Linked DNA regions of Mus musculus: region 2 is linked to region 1. Evidence: chromatin contacts called from public promoter capture Hi-C data. All regions are on one chromosome and are shown on one strand. Each heading gives the region's core, a stretch centred on a gene start, on an enhancer-like site or on the middle of the called end of the contact. The rest is flanking DNA. Distances are from core to core; before and after follow the strand shown. Region 1 holds the start of Emcn (endomucin). Region 2 holds the start of Ddit4l (DNA-damage-inducible transcript 4-like).

Region 1 (3,027 bases), core at 467-2,966:
ACTGGTTGGTGTTTGGTCCTACAGAACACACAGTTCGGAACATCACCAATGCCCTATGACAGCTGATGCCACCTAGGCCATCCCAGGCAGATTCCTTATACCTATAATATAGTGATTTTTTTTCTTATGCCTCATAAAAATCTAATAAAAACCAGGAATATCGGGTGGGGATATAACTTGGTGGTGGTACACTTTTCTGACATGAATTCAGTCTGCAGCAACAAAAGGGAAGGGTGGCCTCAGAACCAGAAGTGAGCAGGAGCTTGTCTTAAATCTGTGTTTACTTCTGTTAGAAATGTCTTACTCTGTAGACCAGGCTGGCCTCGAACTCAGAAATCCACCTGCCTCTGCCTCCCAAGTGCTGGGATTAAAGCATGAGCCATCACTGGCCGGCTAACATTTACACAATGGAGTACTACTCAGCTATTAAAAAGAATGAATTTATGAAATTCCTAGGCAAATGGATGGACATGGAGGGCATCATCCTGAGTGAGGTAACACAATCACAAAAGAACTCACATGATATGTACTCACTGATAAGTGGATATTAGCCCAGACACTTAGAATACCCAAGGTACAAGATACAATTTGCAAAACACATGAAAATCAAGAAGAACGAAAACCAAAGTGTGGACACTTTGCCCCTTCTTAGAATTGAGATCAAAACACCGGTGGTGGAAGAAGTTACTGAGACAAAGTTTGGAGCTGAGACGAAAGGATGGACCATCTAGAGACTACCATACCCGGGGATCCATCCTATAATCAGCCTCCAAACATTGACACCATTGCACACACTAGCAAGATTTTGCTGAAAGGACCCTAATATAGCTGTCTCTTGTGAGGCTATGCCGGGGGCCTAGCAAACACAGAAATGGATGCTCACAGTCAGCTATTGGATGGATCACAGGGCCCCCAATGGAGGAGCTAGAGAAAGTATCCAAGGAGCTAAAGGGAACTGCAACTCTATAGGTGGAACAACAATATGAACTAACCAGTGCCCCCCGGAGCTCGTGTCTCTAGCTGCATATGAATCAGAAGATGGTCTAGTCAGCCATCAGTGGAAAGAGAGGCCCATTGGTCGTGCAAACTTTATATGCCTCAGTACAGGGGAATGCCAGGGCCAAGAAGTGGGAGGGGGAGGGGGAGAGGAGTGGGGGGGTATGGGGGACTTTTGGAATAGCAGTGGAAATGTAAATGAAGAAAATATCTAATAAAAATATTTAAAAAGAAAGAAAGAAATGTCTTGAAAACCTCTCTGGGCAGTAATAAGAGGCCAGCTTACTTCCTCAAGAGCAGAACGTGATCCAGTTCATACTTGTATTTGCCTCTAGAAGGTGGTCTTCACTGACTTGGCTTATGAGTTGAGAAGAGAGAAGAAATGCAATTCCTTGTGGATTTTGTACTCAAATCCAGACCTTGGGAAGTCACAGCCTTTTCAGCCGACCTGGGGGGCTACTTGGTGAGGTCTCTTTACAGCTTCTCTAAAATGCACTTTCAAAACAAAAGTTAGAAAGCTCTCTGGCCCTTTCTCAAGAAGGGTCTCTTCCTGTTCAAATCCCATCCTGACCTTTTTGTTGAAGAAGAGTAAAATAATGCAGTAACAAAAACACAAGTGGCTGCCAAAGGAAGAGAGAGGAAAAAAAAAGAAGTTCCTGTAAGGGGCTGAAACAATAAATCTCCTCTCTGCTGACCTCCCAAAGGGAGTGCGTGTATTTCCTCTAGTTCTTTATCAGAATCCCCAAAATAAGTAGGAATGGGCAGCGTCTGCTCACAGTCAGTACACCTTTCCCATTTGCTAATACGGCCTGGCCAGGCTGAGAGGAATCCTTCCCTGCCTTACCCTGGACAGTGAAGCCACTGAGACCATCGGTAGGCACCATGCGGCTGCTTCAAGCGACTGTTCTTTTCTTCCTTTTGTCCAACAGTCTCTGCCACAGTGAGGACGGCAAAGGTACGGTCCTCTTATCTTTTCTGATGGTGTGGGTGAGCTGCTAGGCTCAGTTGATCCTCGGGGGCTTCTCTGATGAGTTGCTGCTTGATTGGCTGAACAGGGTACACAGAGTTAAGTTTGAAAGAGGCGGAGGAGGCAGTGCCACAAGTAGAGAGTTCGTTTCCACTGAAGGGAAATGTTTGCTGGTGTGAGGGCCTGAAAGTGTGTTAAATGGATTCGGAGAACGTCTCAGGAAATGTGTTAACTTTTTAGGGACTAAAAATAGAATTTTGACTTAAAATGTGCTAGTTTAAAACAACGACAAACAAACAAAATTATGGTCTTTTCCGTCATCGGCCCAGAATAATAGTGGATGGGGTAAGAGTGAAAGTCCATCACTGGAAACAGTGCTACCAAAGTCTCCAACAGTACAGCTCTCTTTCAGCTCTGGTAGGTAAAACTCCGTGCAGAAGTGAATGGTGATTCACCATTAGGCGAACACTAGCATCTTAGGGGACTGGGTAAGTGGCCATTGAAATGTATCTACTTTTGTTACAGAAATATATGCACACACAAACATAATTACATAATATTTTGTGTAACTTTCAGAACAAGCCAAACCCACCACCTATGCAGGTAAAACAAACAAACAAACAAACAAACAAACAAACAGATGCATGTTACCCTGAGTTAATGGGCAGTTGAGACAATGTTCACTTTTATTTCTAACTATTCTTAAGTAATACGAAATAAACCACAGTTAAATGTAATAGCTTATTAGGGTCCTGTGCTGGGTAAGGAGAAGAACATAAAAATGAATAAGGTGATTTCCTTGCCCACAGTGGTAAATGTACTATTGAGAGAAAGACGTGAGTGATTCTAGTATTAGACAGATTTAATAAGTATGAAAGCTAAAATGCACGCTACCCAAAGAAGCATTTGGGAAAGATTTGCTCTGACTCTAGGGGACGGGCGGCGTGCACTGTGAGAGGGTATGTGTTTGTGTGTGTGTGTGTGTGTGGGGGGGGGGGGAAGTAATCCAGAAAACTCAGTTCTAATTTTATTTGCCTGTCTCTTTTTCCAAAATTTACTGCCTA
Region 2 (3,032 bases), core at 409-2,908, 280 kb after region 1:
AAAAGTAAATACCACATTCTAGAACTTTCTATAACTTTGTCCCGGTGGAAGTATGAATTATGCCTAAATACCCGAGTGGAAATGCTGCATTTTCTCTATTCTACCCACGTCCATTCTGATCACTTACTATCATAACACTAATAACATTCCTTGAAGCAGGGAGGACGCAGCTGTCATTAACAAGGCTGACTAGATAAGGACCAGCGGCTCTGTAGCAGCTAAAGGACCCATTCTAACCGGCTTAAATGGGATTGCTTGTTTTCCACTTTTGTTATTAAAATAGAAGTGGAAATCTGCTTTCCCCAGCCTATCAGCATCCCGTGCCTGAGCCTGCCTGACCTTGAGCAGTGCAGCTGCTTCGGGAGAGTTAAAAATGGACCTTCAAGCTGGCTTTAGTTTCTGTTGCTCTGCCTGCAAGTGTCCTCCCACTGATCTGTTTATCACACTCTCTTTACCACTTTTGTTGTTGTTTTTCCTTCTGAGAGTTTTTTTAGCCTGGACAGCGGATCCTACTTCTCAAGGCCCTAACCTGCAGGTCCTTCCTTGCACGTGGGGACCCAAAGTGTGCGGGAGTGGTGCTGGAACCTGGCCTTGAATGAGGTTCACCCTCACCCCAAGTATCTCGGTCTCTTCCTTTTCTGATCCACCTCAACCATCTCAGCAACCTCAGCAACCTCGCTGGGAACGCCCACCCATTGCAAACCCTGTGCCACTGGCGCAGGGCAGCAGGAAGGGTGGCTTAGTAAAGTTAGAAGAAAACGTTTGGCATCGTGCTTTTAGTGGTGTCCCAGACCCTCTGTTCCCTCTTGCTCAAGACTCCCCGGAAAGAGTCGCAGAGCTTATCCTAGCAGGACAACTCTTTATTCTCATGCCCCACAAGCTTTTTAAAGACCACTAAAGCTTAAACTTCTTCCCAAACAAGCCCACCGGGAACTTTTGCTTCTGGGAATGGCAATTGCTCCTAACTATCCTGCGGCTGGAGCAGGCAACTGAGATCCTGTTAGTGGTTTTGTTTAGTTTCTTGGCACTGGCCCTCTTCAATTCAAGTTCTGTGCCTTTCGAAGCCAGGTCTTAGAACAGGGCCAGGCTCGCCCTGGCCGCGGAGAAAAACGGTTTAGTCACAGATGTAGTATCCCCAAAGATGCCCCATTGATTCCTGAGTGCAGCTGAAGCTAGAGAGCCCTTACCACATCCCGACCACCTGCGGGGAGACTGGGTGCGGACTGGAGCTGATGGGTTAGAGTCAGAACATGGGCATAAAGGATGCTCACAGAGCACAGTGTCAACTAAGCCAAATACTTATTCAGAATGACACAGCAAAGTTTTGGGTCATGCCTAACAGGACCTGGAGCTTCTAGCTGCTTGAAAAGTTCCATAGCCAAAACCTGAGCAGTCTGAGCCTGGAAGCAGGCAAGCTGTGGGCAGGGGCTCACGCCAAAGAATCTAGGTTAGTGGCCGAAGGGAGATGCTCTTTAGGAGGGTGACCAGTGGCCAACTCAGGGTGACCAGTGGCCAACTCAGGAAGCAGCAGGTGTCCGCCCAAGGCGAGGCTGATCACCAACTCCCAGGGGCTTGCCTGGGCCCCTGCCTGGGAAGGAACTGAAAGGTGACCTGACCCTGCAGGGGCGGGCCGGGGCACGGGCCCGAGCGAGTGGCGCAGGTGGGCGTGCCGGCCAGGAGGAGAGGCGGGACCTATAAAGCGCTCTCCATTCGGGAGGCGGAGCGGCCGGGTGCAGCCTGTGCTGGTGGGCGCGGTGGCCCGCAGCCTTCGGCTTGCTGCAGGACTGTGCAGGGGACCACTGTCCAAGCTTCGGACTACTGAGGGGCGCCTGCCTCGGTTTACCCTTCAGCGTCTGGTGAAATCCGGCAGGTGAGCGACCCGAGGAGGCGGGATAGGGCAGGGTCGCTTCCCAGTTGTGCTGACTTTCCAGCTACTTCCAGCCTGTTGGCTTTAGTTGGCGCCTCCGCTCCTAGGGCTTTGTCAACTTGAGTTGCTAAGGCTGGTCCCTCCCTTTGGAAGGGCAGTGCCCGGGCTAGTTCGCCCTGGCGATGCCGGGACTCTGAGGAGCCTGTGCACTTCTTGCGTGCTTTTGCAAACTTCTCACTTTTTCCTCCCAGCGCCTAGGGAAAGATCCGTTCTGCTCCGCGAGGGAAACAGAGCCGTTGACCATGGTTGCAACGGGCAGTTTGAGCAGTAAGAACCCGGCCAGCATTTCAGAGTTGTTGGACGGTGGCTATCACCCTGGGAGTCTGCTAAGTGGTGAGTCTCTGGGCTGTCCACCTCTTTCCTATCCGAAGGTTGCGGGGCCCCTCTCTAGTGTAAGCGTCCCTGCCTGAGTGCGCGAGACTTCATCTCCTCCTAGAGACACAGAGGACTATGAAACCCATCTGAGATCTCTTTCTAAACTTCCTTTGCATTGTCTGCCCACCAAAAACAAACGTAAGGGGAATAATGCGTTGTTCCAGTCTGCTAAGAGGCTCTTGGGGATGAAGTTCCCTATCTCATGGTTGGAACATTAAGTGTACAGGCTGGGTGTGTTTAAAGACATGCGCTTACTTGTGTAGCTAGCACCACCACGTCCGTCCCCCCTCCCCCCCCCCCCCCAAATTCTCCCTTTTCTGTTTGCCACCTAATCCTTCTCTTTCCCGTCTCCAGAAGACCATCCTTCGGCATTTTGTTACCACGTTAGTTTTGCTTTTAGAATGTTAAATAATAAGTGTATATGCTCTTCTCAGTTCGGTTTGCTTTCCCACCGTGTGATGTTGTAGAGTTATACACTTACCTCATCAGTGAGTTCCTTTTCGTTGCTAAGTAAGATTCTATTATGAAATGCACCCACTGTGCATTAATGTCAGAAGAAAACTTGAACAGCCCTGGTTCTACAGGAATCATCATTTGCAACTTGAAACGTCAATTTCTAATCTGACAGACTATTCAACTATGGAAGAGTGGTGTGAGCATATATTAAGTGGCTTAAGCTCTTTAGATTTTCTTCATCTATAAGATAATATTATAATTCTAAATTTGTCTG

What was found. Promoter capture Hi-C pulls out the DNA fragments that hold promoters and counts their contacts.
Region 2: a contact with region 1 is called in a promoter capture Hi-C map of embryonic stem cells, with 2.0 times the contacts expected there. The contact joins the promoter of Ddit4l here to the promoter of Emcn in region 1. A contact is called at or near these places in 2 of 39 promoter capture datasets (embryonic stem cells and frontonasal cranial neural crest) and 2 of 9 other capture datasets (adipose tissue and pancreatic islet).

What each region holds. Positions count from the first base shown.
Region 1 is chr3:137,339,362-137,342,388 of GRCm38.p6, forward strand. It overlaps Emcn (endomucin), which reads left to right and starts at 1,717. Exons shown (of 12, transcript NM_001163522.1): 1 at 1,717-1,951. The coding sequence starts at 1,879.
Region 2 is chr3:137,622,014-137,625,045 of GRCm38.p6, forward strand. It overlaps Ddit4l (DNA-damage-inducible transcript 4-like), which reads left to right and starts at 1,659. Exons shown (of 3, transcript NM_030143.4): 1 at 1,659-1,870; 2 at 2,119-2,260. The coding sequence starts at 2,170.